Linked DNA regions of Sus scrofa: region 1 is linked to region 2. The links are chromatin contacts, called in public promoter capture Hi-C maps. All regions are on one chromosome and are shown on one strand. The core of a region is the stretch at or near the end of the contact, and the rest is flanking DNA. Distances in the headings are between cores, read along the strand shown.

Region 1 (2,700 bases), core at 127-2,626, 96 kb before region 2:
CCACCACGCGAAACGGCCATGTATTTTATTTCTTCAAGTGGGGTCGGGAAGTTAGATCGGCCAGAAACTCCTCATTCTATTTGTTTTCCCCAAAGCAGCACCCACACACAGACACATGGAGTATTCTTATGGGATGGCTGTGGATGGCCGCTGCCCACACAGCCAGGCGGGAGCACAGAGGCTGATGAGCTCTGGCCTCCTGTCCCCGGTCTGGTCTCCCTGGGCTCAGTTCCACCCCCAGGAAGAGGAGGCCCCTCCCTTCTGGTGAGGCCCAGGCCTGTTGTCCTTTGTCAGATCTGGTGGTGGTGGCGGCAGTGCCCCCCCCCTCCCCCGCATCTTGGCCTCTTTAGCCTAAAATATAGCAACGAAATCCCCTCCCTCTTCATAAAGCCGGGGCCCTGCCCCTGCGGTACCGTGTCCTTGGGTTCTTGGCTTGTTCCTATTTGACATAAGATTCCCAGCCAGGAAGAATTTATGTGTGCTCGGTGGGCATCTGTCGTCCGTGGGGGTGGGGGTGGGGGTGGGGGAACGGGGGCAGGGCGAGCAGGCCATCAGCGCCACCGTTTTCTTTGTGGCAGCGGACTGTGTGGGATGAGAAAGCCCACAAGCCCTAATTTTAGAAGGAGAAGGGGAGGCTTTATTGGTCCATACTTTTACCTCCTGGCATATGGCTGCGTCACCTCGGGATGCTTTCTCCAGCCTCTCAAGAATGGGGTTTATTTAGCCTTTGGGGTTCCAGCTTGCTGGGGTGTTTTGTTTTGTTTTGTGTTTTTAAACCTTGTTAATCAAGCACCTTGTCTTTTTTAAAGAAAGAAGCCAGTGCGTGTGGACTTTTAAAGATCCTTTTGGATTTGCCTTTTCTTTCTCGGGCTGCCCACCAGTTACAAAGGAGGAACCAGGCAAAGACCTCCGAATACTATTGAAATGGGTGGAATTATAAGCAGTTCTGAAACACGAGTTAATGTTTTACTGGGGAGCAGTGCCAGAGATATGGGGGTGGGGGGATTGCCAAGGGGTAGGGCTGTGTGTGAAATAGCTGTTCCATCTGCCTGTGGGGACCCAGAGAAGCCGTGGAAGTAAATTTCAGCAAAAATCCTTATAAAGCTCATGGGATTTGTCTGCCCGCTGAGGGCCCAGCTCCCCCAGAAGACCCATGCAGGGATGACTGTGGCAGGAAGGGCGAAGCAGTGGGTGTAGGCCTGACTAATAATGGGGGTTCTTGTTCCCTGGCTGGGTTTGACATCTTTCTTTCTCCCTCTGGATTTAAATGGCTTCTCAGCCCGAGAGGCACTGCCTGTGCCCTGGATTCAGAAGGTACACGCCTCCTTGGGAAGCCAAGGCGAGAGACAGCGGCTCACTCACTCTCTCTCTCTCTCTCTCTTTCTGCATCTGCCGGGAGAGCTGCCGCTGGTATTTTTCCACAGGCCTTTTCTGCGCTCTCAGGGCCTAGCTTTTCCCGGCCAGGCCCAGAGTCCGAGAGAGGGTTAATAGGCAGGAAGCTGAAGCCATCGCAGACTAATACGGAAGTCAGATTTTTGTTTAACTGACAGGTTTAGCAGGCCTCCGCCGTGGGGGAGGGGGCCGGGAGGGGAAGGGAAGTCTGTAGCTCTAGGCATGTGGCCTGCTAGGAGCGCATTTGGCCTTTCTTAGGGTAAGGACCGAAGCTGCTGGGGGTGCGGGGCTGGCATCCCGGCCAGGAGGCAGGAGCCGGATTTGGTTTTCGTTGGAGCTCTGGATGGGGGTGGGGGGCGGTGAGAGGTGAGATTCTGGGCCGAGGCGAAGGGCTCTCTGGCCTGCTTTGTCCAGGAGGCAGTCTGACAATGACTATGCAAACTTGACCACTGGGTGCCCCTCCTCCCTGCCAGCCCGAGTCCTCTGTCCTCTGAGAAGCCAGGGCTGCTCTGGAACCATCTGGGGGGCTCGCCTGCCCGGTCTCTTCGGCCTCAGAGGCCTGCCTCCAGCCTCTTTTTTTTCTTGTTCCCTGGGCTGTTTTCCTGGGGCTCCCCACGCTTCGGCCTCAGTCCGCCCCTCACCTCGCCGGGGGCGGGGGTGGGGGAAGAACGTTCTGCTGGATTGTTCTAGAAAAAGGACCAGCCTTCCTCCCAGCGAGAGAGCCGTTTCCGTGGGGGCAGATGAGGGTGAGCCCTTCCAGCTCACCCCCAAATCGCTCTTGCTTGGGGCCTCCGGGCCTCAGGCTTTGCTGGAGCAGGTCAGGCTGGCTGCACTGGCTTGCCCGTGCCGGGAACTCTAGCCAGGGTGTGGGAGAAGGGCGTCTGGGGGCCCCTTCCCTAAGTTTTTCTTGCTGCAAAAGGCCTAGCTTAGCCTGTCTTTTTCTATGCACAGGATGGCTCTTGCTCACCAGAGCCTCACAAAGATAATCGCTCAGGAAGTGTTTCCGCCAATCCGAGGCCGCCTTACACTCCGATTTGCCGGGGCAGCCAATCGGGGATGAGCTTTTATTAGGCGGCCAGATCATCAAGCCGAAGTGCCAAACCCTTTTTCTGTGAGAACTAGGAGCCTGTCCTCCATGTTTTATAAGTATTGACATTACACAGTGTTAACAATGCATCCACAGAGGTAAGCTCGACTTTTTAACCATCTTTTCTCCCCCTCCCTCTGAGACATCCGCATTGTGGGCGAGCAGTGTGATTTCTCTGTGGCTGGCCGTGCCACACTCACCCCCACAGCACTTAGGTTAAC
Region 2 (2,700 bases), core at 102-2,601:
CAGATGGAGAAACTGAGGACTGGAGAGGAGGCTCGGAGGCCCCAGATTGCAGAGCCCGAGGTGGTTGAGCTGGAGCGAGCCTGTGTCTCCATGGAGACCAGTGCCTCTTTCACCCTGGCCACCTGGTGGTGCAGCCGGGGAGGGATGGGACGGTGACTTGAGGGGCCTTAGGCTGGCTGGTGGGAATTCCTCTCTTGAACACTCAGGGACCCGTCTGCTCCCCAGGGAAACACCTGTTGTTCTCTGCAGTGTGGTTTGCTTTCTCACGCCCTCCTCACACCTCCGCGCCCCAAAAAAGCAAGCTGTCAAGAGGGGTTCTCATGGCCACGCTTCCCCTCTGCCAGTCCTGTGTGGCAGGCATCGCTCCTTCCCGCAGCCGGGCTGGCTTTGGGCTTTCCCTTTGGGCTGACCCACCCTCTGGCCTTGAAAGGTTTTCTCCCTGGCGTGTGTTTCTGGGGTCCGAGGCTTCCTGCGCAGAAACTCCCCACCACCTCTTTCCATTCCTGGGACACACGCCTCGTTTTGTCAGTGGAAACAAAGGCCTTGGGAATGGGGGTGTTGGAATCGCAGTGACCCAGTGGGAAGAGGAGCAGATAGGCACTGGTCGTAGGTGCCATGGCTGGGAGAAGACCCCAGAAGATGGAGGGAAAGGCTGGATAATTCTCATGGGATATGATGTCTAGCATCTGTGTCACTCGTTTGAACAGGTAGAATGAGACAGAGTGCCAGGGATAATAACGGCTTTTTTTCTTTCTTTTTCTTTTTTTTTTGGTCTTTTTGTCTTTTTAGGGCCGCACTTGAGGCACATGGAAGTTCCCAGGCTAGGGGTCGAATCGGAGATGTAGCTGCCACAGCAACCCAGATCCAGCCTACACCAGAGCTCATGGCAACACCGGATCCTTAACCCACTGAGCGAGGCCAGGGATCGAACCCACAACCTCATGGTTCCTAGTTGGATTGTTTCCCCTGCACCACGACGGGAACTCCAGTATGGCATGATTATATCTAACTAACCAGTGTTTCATTTCGAAGAAAAAAAAGACTGGAAAAGTTAAAATTACAAGAAATTGAAAAAAGATCAGTGACAGCTGGGGGTTTGGGAGGAACTGACTCCGCATCCCAAAGGGATTTTTGGGGAGATGCACTTGTTCTACATTCTGTTTCTGCTGCTTACAAGCATCTCTGCAGGTATGAAGACCCGGAGAACTGTATTCTCTGAAAAGAGAATTTTTGCTTTCTGTAAATTAAAACTATCGAAAAAACAAACCACAGCCACCGTCAGGGTAAGGTGATAGCCCCGTTGGAAGGAAGTGGAAACTGAAGTAAAGCGAAGCAGTTGCTTCCCCAGGATCGTACGTGGCTTGTGGTCAAGTTTGACCTTTAGACTCTGGCCTTTCTGCTGTGTGGCTCAGGCTTTCAACCGAGATACACGAACTGAAAAGCTGCCGGACAGGGTGTGTTTTGATTTCATGGGTCCTGGCCACTGTGCCTCTGTGCAGTTGGGGCAGTTGGCCCAGCTCTAGGGGTTGGGGTTAACTGGAGGATTTGGATGGTTGCCTGAAGGACAACGTGGTTTTCTAAAGGAAGCAGCTCCTGCCTGTTGAACCTGTGTTGTCAGACTGTTTTCAAGACAAACAGAAATCTAGATTTTTTTTTTTTTGTCTTTTTGCTATTTCTTTGGGCCGCTCCCGCGGCATATGGAGGTTCCCAGGCTAGGGGTCGAATCGGAGCTGTAGCCACCGGCCTACGCCAGAGCCACAGCAACGTGGGATCCAAGCCGCGTCTGCAACCTACACCACAGCTCCCGGCAACGCCGGATCGTTAACCCACTGAGCAAGGGCAGGGACCGAACCCGCAACCTCATGGTTCCTAGTCGGATTCGTTAACCATTGCGCCACGTCGGGAACTCCCAGAAATCTAGATTTTTATGTGAATTTTTTTTAGTTTCTAAGAATTGACTATCAATTTCATTAAATAGAAAAGGTCTCTTTGTGTCAAACAAATACAACCCATGATATAAAACTCAGTCCATGGGTTACCCGTTGGATACTTCACTACTCTTCGGATACGTTTTGTTTCAAAAAGGAGCGAAGAAGGTCTGGCTTGCTAACTCATCAGGCCCTCATTTGCTGTCTTGGGCCTCTTGTCTCTGCTCTAAAATAGGAGCTGAGCCCCGTGGATGGTTCCAGCCCCCTTCTGTGCCTCTGCTTATTTTAAGTCCTAAATAAGGATGAGTTTGTGGCGAGAGTGGAAGGCCTGATTCTTTCCTCTTTTCCTAATTCCCCCAGACTCCTGTTTCTCTCTCCGGGAATCCTGTCTCCTCTTCTCTCACACACACTATTTGCTGTGGGCTCAGCAGACACAGATGTTCAGTCATCCAGCTAGTGACCAAGATGTGCATTGAGGCTTGTCAGAGATGCCCGCAGTGGAGAAAGTCTTTCTGCCTTTTTTTTGTCCTGCTGTCACCCCTACAGCATATGAAAGTTTCCAGGCTAGGGGTCGAATCAGAGCTATAGCTGCCAGCCTACACCACAGCCAGAGCAATGTGGGATCTAAGCTGCATCTTCGACCCACACCGCAGCTCATGGCATCACCAGATCCTGAACCCACTGAGCAAGGCCAGGGATCGAACCGCATCCTCATGGATACTAGTTGGGTTTGTTACTGCCAAGCCGTAAGGGAAACTCCCTGGACACTTTT

What was found. Promoter capture Hi-C pulls out the DNA fragments that hold promoters and counts their contacts.
Region 1: a contact with region 2 is called in a promoter capture Hi-C map of liver, with 5 times the contacts expected there. The contact joins the promoter of ZMYND8 here to the enhancer-like site in region 2. A contact is called at or near these places in 2 of 5 promoter capture datasets (both in liver), 7 of 47 Hi-C or Micro-C datasets (adipocytes, embryonic fibroblasts, fibroblasts and 2 more) and 2 of 2 datasets of contacts at active chromatin or transcription factors (alveolar macrophages and skeletal muscle).

Annotation. Positions count from the first base shown.
Region 1 is chr17:49,389,094-49,391,793 of Sscrofa11.1, reverse strand. ZMYND8 (protein kinase C-binding protein 1) reads left to right here and starts at 1,376. Exons shown (of 26, transcript XM_021078039.1): 1 at 1,376-1,651; 2 at 2,344-2,577. The coding sequence starts at 2,564.
Region 2 is chr17:49,293,387-49,296,086 of Sscrofa11.1, reverse strand. All of the region lies in intron 14 of ZMYND8 (protein kinase C-binding protein 1), which reads left to right. Among named protein-coding and RNA genes, the nearest start is that of ZMYND8, 96 kb to the left of the region's middle. Within about 2 kb of position 1,351, at least 8 of the 83 cell types and tissues checked have an H3K27ac peak or open chromatin away from gene starts, as enhancers often do. A contact at or near this core is called in embryonic fibroblasts, liver and skeletal muscle, where this site is marked.